Regions from separate parts of the Zea mays genome. Here region 2 is linked to region 1. Evidence: chromatin contacts called from public Hi-C data. All regions are on one chromosome and are shown on one strand. Each heading gives the region's core, a stretch centred on a gene start, on an enhancer-like site or on the middle of the called end of the contact. The rest is flanking DNA. Distances are from core to core; before and after follow the strand shown. Region 1 holds the start of LOC103626058. Region 2 holds the start of LOC100194152.

Region 1 (3,322 bases), core at 609-3,108:
ACCTCCTCCATCCGGGTCTTGGTGTGGCTCATGGCAACCTCACCAAACCGGAACAGGGTCACGGCCGAGCGCCCAGAATGCGCCACCACTATACCGTCCACTGGGCGGTAGTCCTCCATGGACGAGCTGATGGTGGTCTCCCAGTAGACCGCGTCCCCTCCCGCGGCCGACTGAATTCGGGTCAGATGTGAATCCTCAATGTGGACAAGAAGACCAGTCCTCTGGCTGAAGTACCCGAACGTGACGTGCCTGATAATCTCTGCATGGCCCTCGCTGCGTGCCTTGAGGATCTCAGGATCCGTGCTCAGCTTCAGGATGAAGCAATCCTCCCCGTTCACCTTCCTCTCGCCGATGCACCGCGCACGAGCAAACATGCTTGCCGCCGTCAGCGGATCCAGGCCCTGCAAAAGAACATCACTCAGGATATATATAGCTGAGTAAATCTGAACAACCATGTTCTATGGGACTGTGGCTGAATTAGCACTGAAAACCAACAAAACAGGGACATGGACAGCAACAGCCATACCTGAAGGGCACGGCGAAGCGGACGAACAGGGCCCTTGGCAGAATGGGCACCGAGCCATGGTGTGTGCCGCCACACGAGCTTGCCGTTGCATCCCGCGTGCACCTTGCTCCCGCGGACAGCCAGCTCGATGTACCACATCTCAGGGGCCATCTGCCACAGCACGAAGCGGCCAGGCTCGCCGCCGCGTCCAGCGCTGCGGTTCTTAGTGAGACGGCCGGCGGTCTCGAACTCGGTGGCCACCATGCGTACCTTGCCCATGGCGTAGGTGCTGCGCAGGGAGGCCAGGAGCTTGTGCCCTCCGGAAGCCGCGAGGTACTGCTGCAGGATGTACTGCGCGGACGAGGTTTCCTGTGGACAAGCACATCACACCCAAAAAAAAAATCATAAATTTATTAAAAATCTGGCATATAACAGCAAACAGTGAATTAACACATACTACCAGGCAACAGCGGTGAAAAAAACAATCAGTCATATATACCAGTCCTAAAGAGCAGTCAAAGATCCTGGTGACCAGACATGCAGACATTGTAGTCACTAGTAACGAACTCTTTTACCGCACTGTAACACTAGTAACGAACTTTTTACAGTCTACAGGGCCCACGAATTCAAGGAAACTCGGATACATACACCCATGAAAACCTTGGCACCGGCATTTCGTCGAACAGTTGATTGCAAAGGAACGTGGAGCAAACAAGTGGGCAGGGGGGGAAAGGAAGAAAAACACAGCAGCAGCAGCGTGACGAGACGAGAGAAGCGCTTACGATGGGAGTGTCCTTGACGCTGAGGTGCGGGAGTGGCTCGGCGGCGCAGACGCGGACCGGCGCGAGCGGCGCAGCCATAACGCCGAGGAGCATCCTGATGTCGCTGCGCAGCGCGACCGCCGAGGACGGGGCCCGCGCGAACTGCACGCGCACCCAGTGGCCCCAGCCTTCCTTCCTCCCGCGCGCGGCACCTCGGCGGCCGCTGCCGTCCCCGTCGTCGCTGGGCTCCGGATCGGGCCCCTCCATGAGCGGCGCCAGCATCTCGCCGGCGCCTGCCACTCCGGTGAAGCTGAGCGCGGCGGCCAGGTCCGTGGCGTCCGGCTTGCGGCGCGCCCGCGCCGGCGACAGCCCGCGCGCCACCTCCTCCCGCAGCGCCGCGAAGAAGCCGTGCCGCCTTTCCATGGATAGATAGGGCGGAGGGCAGAAGGGGACCTTTTGGCGAATAGCGGAAGCTTGGTGGGCGTCTGCGGAGCGCGCAGTGTTGTGGCCGAGAGGAATGAGAGCGACGGGGGGGACTGGGTTGCGAATTTATCGGGAGGCGTGGGCTGCAGAGGAGAAAAAGGTGAGCTGTGGGCACGGGGTTTGCAGGCTGGGAAGCGTGATAGCCGAGTGGAGGGAGGCAGTATACAGCTGCGGATTCCCGTCACCATCTCCAGGTGTGCTCACCGCTCCCTGGTGTCAGTGTCAGTGTCGCTGCTGTAGCCGCCGGTTTTGAGGGCCTGTCTGCGCACTTTTCTCATCTTCTCCTATTGTATGGTTACTACTTATTTACATTTGCTTTTAGTCTTTTACTACATATTTAGTAAGGTTTTGGGGGGCCCAATAAGTGAGCGATACACTACTAGTCGCATAGCATGTGTATTAGGGTGATAACTCTTTGAATGGCACACTTATTCAAGGTTAGTATTCAAATGTGGCACAATAATGATTGGCAAACAATACATTGACGGGATGAATTGGTGGACAGGATCAACATGCACACTCCACAACAAACCTAGAAGCTAGCCATGATGCTAACGAGTGTGTAGTACATATTATCCGTGCATGAAAATGGTAAGAACCGTTTATACTTGATCAGCTGTGGTGATGATTATTGGATAGAATCGGTACCCCAAACAACATAGATCGATAAACCAGAAAAGTTGGCAACGCGTTACTAGTTGCACGCCGTTTCGATCGACGGTAGCAACGCTCTGAACGGCACGAGTACGGAGTATCTGAGGTCGGTGAGTTAGGGGTCCCAGGAGTAACGGCCATCGACCAAGTAATGTGCCGATAAGATGACATGTGGATAAAAACCAACATCTACACTCCATGAAAACTTGAGAGATACGAGTCTACTTGTTGCACATGATATAGTATTTGCGAGCGACAAAGGTAACGAATTAATGTTGAGAATCAATAAATTTAGATTATGATTTGTGGATTGAAACGGTATCCATACAACACCACCACGAAACTAAAAAGGTAGCAATGCACTATTTGTTGCATGCCACACATACCGCGGGATGGATATGACACGTGAGACACATATCAGGGCATGAATGCCTGGAGGGCTCGTTACTTATACCTAATTTGGAATCGTAGTGAATCCCCTCACCCTCCACCAGTGAGCTTGTGAATTGCTGGCACTCAGGGTTGGCCACCTCTATGGCAACCAATATGAGATGAGAAATGTAGACCATTAGAGGAAGGACATATATTTGAACTGTTATTGCTTTGGGGCTTCACCAGGTCTATTCGAACTATCCTTAATGGGCTTGCCTTTTCACCCTTCAACTAACCCTGACGTCTGTCTAACATTGACACGTGGACCCTCGGTCCGTTGCCAACTCGCTCTCGGTATCGTGTCCTAGCAACCTACTGCCACTGACACCTCATTACAACTAACACCATTACCTTGGAACCCCCACTAGCCACACTTGCTTTCACTCTTCCCATTACTGATGCAAAACAGTGGGCCGGCCTTCTAGTGCTTGTCGTCGACCCAAGTGCTCGTACCGAACAACCTTAATGTTATCTAACAACACTTTCA
Region 2 (3,322 bases), core at 464-2,963, 300 kb before region 1:
CCTGTGTGTTGTGTACATGTGTTGATGAAATATAGTCCTAGATCGTTTGCTGAAACTTCCAGCGGTGTGAAAATTCATTTTTTTTCTTTGTAGAGTAGCTTATTCCTTTCTCTTCATGACAAAGTTGATGGTTTTGTGCCACCCTATACATTTTTTTATTGATGCTAATGTCCACGGGGATGCTTACATTAGGTTTTCATGCTGAAATCTAAGGTTTTGGAAACCTCAGTTTTCGGTCCAAATCCAAAGTGAATTAACAAGAAATAGACTAGTGGATAGCAGTGGGGGCCCCATAGGTACAACCGCTGGTGTCGGACTGCCTGCACTCGGGTGATTAGCTCTCGCTCGTAGGCTGCCAACTTCAAATGTGGTGGCGCGAAGGGCTAGTCCACTTCAAATGTGCCGTCCTTCTTCAACTAAATTTTGAAGACTGTCCACAGTGGTTACCTCTAAATTTTTCCTCATCTTGTGGTGGCGCGAAGGGCTAGTCCGCGTAGTCCCTAGACCAAACAAGGTTGGGTCTTGGCTGGGGCTCCTCAGACTGTCCACAACGGTTACCTCTAAATTTTCCCCCCTATATCACTTTTTGCGTCACATCATCAACATTTCACCCCCTACTTTTTCATCCCCCGCAGCGGTTTCCCCTATTTTCTCCCCATATATCCCACTACAACTATAAAATATTATTTCATATACTACTTTTTATCTACTATCAATTTTTCTTCTACTAACAATTAGAGCCGGACCCATAGCACAGTAGAAGGGGGAGGAGAAGAGTGCGCGCTGCATCCAACGGGAGAGAGAAGAGGAGGACACATGCGCTCTATCGTGGGGGCACCGTAGGGGGCAGCGCTGCGGCGTATAGGGGCTGTCTGTTGCCTCTACGGGAGGGGAGGGAGAGCGGCCACGGGAGCCGCTGCACACAGCCTCACCTTACCTGTTTAGGGATAGTTTAGTTGATACCCTTGGAGCGGTCGAGTCAGACTCTCTTGATCATATGTAATCTTTGTTTCAGTTTCGGTGTGGTGTGGATGATGATCTTGCTCAGCAAGATCCTCATCTTGTATGTAGGACTTTCTTTTCTCTCTAATATAAAAGATGTCCAGCTCAGTTTCATCAGATTAGTCGGGCGATCATCCAACAATTGATTAGGATTAGCGCAAGAAAAATACTTTTTTAGATAATGGATCAGAATTTCGGCTTTCGCTTATTTAGAGGGTAAGACCAAGTTCACACAACTTGAAATAAATCTAACAGATCACAAAAATAGGACAAAACTGTAAAGCTAAAGGCTTGTTTGGTTTATGGTTAAATATGTCACACTTGGACTAATTAGTCATTCGAATTAAATAAATAAACTTAGACATAAAAGTTAGATAAAATGTGGTAAGTTAGGGCCAACCACCTGGGGAGAAACAGGAGTGAACTACGGTGCAGCCTTTGGGCGGATTCTGCTGAAGGTGGCGGAGCTTTGCTTGCCTTCTCCTGTTTGACCGATGGAAATGGCCTTGTTCCCTTGCTCCGTTGTTCGTCGGGCTCGCTCGTGGCGCACACGCTTGTCCGTGGGCATCGACCACCGGATTTTTCTGGACCACCCGAGGTTCTTGGAAGGATTGGACGTACAGGAACGGCAGAGAAAGACAGAGCGCCTCACGTGCCTACCGTGGACCAGGTCCAGGGGTGGGTTGGCAGGTTGCTGAGACTGAGAGCACGGGACCGTGAAGGCGTGAACCGAGCCCACCCACCAACCAAATTCCGCGAGACCGCGACTGCTTCTCCATCCTTCCACGAACTAGACGAGGGAAGAGCGCTGAAGCTGTGGAGGAAAACGAAGGATCTCCCCGTGCTTGTGTATGCCAGGTCGCCTGCTCTCCGTCCGCATCCCGTCCCTCGCGAAACTCGGCGCTCCCAGGTTCGGTTCTTTTTTGTTGTTGTTGTTTTTTTTTTGGGTAGAACAACGATTTCATCCTAGCTGGTTGGGAAATATATTGTTGTATTGCCTAGTAAAAGAAAATCTTGGTAACACTGGTTGAAATAAGTTTTGGATACGGCCATCTTGGCCAAATCGTGGGATTAACTGTTAAGTTTAGGTGGATGAACCATGAACCAACATGGACCACACTTCCTTTCTGGAAAGGGAGCATATGCCCTTGCCTCTCGGTGTCATGTAAATTCTTGTGGAGTTGGCCAGCAGCCAGCTAGTTTGGCTAACAACTAGTTGTACTGTAGGCTTAGCTAACAAATTAGCTCACTTATTAGCCTCCTGTTTGGATGAGCTAGAGCTAATTTGATCTAAAAATTACCTGACTAACAAGAGCACTTGACTAACAATTAGCCCTATGCTCCTAACAGAGCCTAACTCAGCTACACTGACTAATCTGCAAAGGAATGACTAACAAACATATAAATCCCCCCCATCACTGACCAATCTGAATATTTGCTGCCGAAAACTGTATAGCAGGTGTGCAAAATCCATGGCTTCAGACACTGGCAAGAAGCTCATCCAGATCGATGTGAGCTCGGACACAGTATGCCCTTGGTGCTTTGTCGGCAAAAAGAACCTCGAGAAAGCGATGGAGCAAAGCAGGGACAAGTTTGACTTCGAGGTTTCGCTCCCCCTCTTCAGATCCCCGTCATGATCCCGGTTTCAGAATTCTTGTTTACGCGGGTGCCAACCCTGTGTCTGTCTGCTTGCTTTGCTTGGAAGGTCCGCTGGCATCCGTTCTTTCTAAACCCTGATGCGCCTAAGGAGGGCGTCAGGAAATCTGACTTCTACAAGGCGAAGTTTGGTCCTGTTCAGTATGAGCGTGTCATTTCTCGCATGGCCGAGGTTTCTTCCTGTGAACTTGCCTTAGGGTAGAATTTGCTCGCTTTTGCGCAGAAGGTGTTTAGAGCTGCTGTCCTATTTTAACGTGTGTGCTTGTGTATCAGATATTTCGAGGACTCGGGCTTGAGTATGACATGTCGGGGCTGACGTAAGTATATGGTTTTGAAGATGTGGTTTGCGTTCATCTTTCATGCCATGCAGCATCTTTTATTGGTTTGCTGATGTAAAGATTTTAATCCAGAGGGGATACGATGGATAGTCATAGGCTCATAGCACTTGCTGGACACCAAGGCTATGACAAGCAAAATGCTCTTGTTGGAGAATTATTCCTTAATTACTTTTGTGAAGGAAAGTATATTGGTGACAAGTGAGTATGGATCAAACCTTTTTTTTCTCAAACACATACATTATGGTGACAAGTATATTAGAAGAACTGCATATCATTTTATTATTTGAAGAGAGGAGATAGTATCAAACTTATACATTATGGTATGA

What was found. A called contact is a pair of places that touch in the nucleus more often than the background predicts.
Region 2: a contact with region 1 is called in a Hi-C map of tassel, with 3 times the contacts expected there. The contact joins the promoter of LOC100194152 here to the promoter of LOC103626058 in region 1. A contact is called at or near these places in 2 of 25 Hi-C or Micro-C datasets (ear and tassel).

Annotation. Positions count from the first base shown.
Region 1 is chr5:19,626,358-19,629,679 of Zm-B73-REFERENCE-NAM-5.0, reverse strand. LOC103626058 reads right to left here and starts at 1,858. Exons shown (of 3, transcript XM_008646439.4): 1 at 1,288-1,858; 2 at 527-874; 3 at 1-401. The coding sequence starts at 1,689.
Region 2 is chr5:19,923,363-19,926,684 of Zm-B73-REFERENCE-NAM-5.0, reverse strand. LOC100194152 reads left to right here and starts at 1,713. Exons shown (of 8, transcript NM_001358906.1): 1 at 1,713-1,912; 2 at 2,462-2,606; 3 at 2,708-2,830; 4 at 2,932-2,975; 5 at 3,069-3,194. The coding sequence starts at 1,854.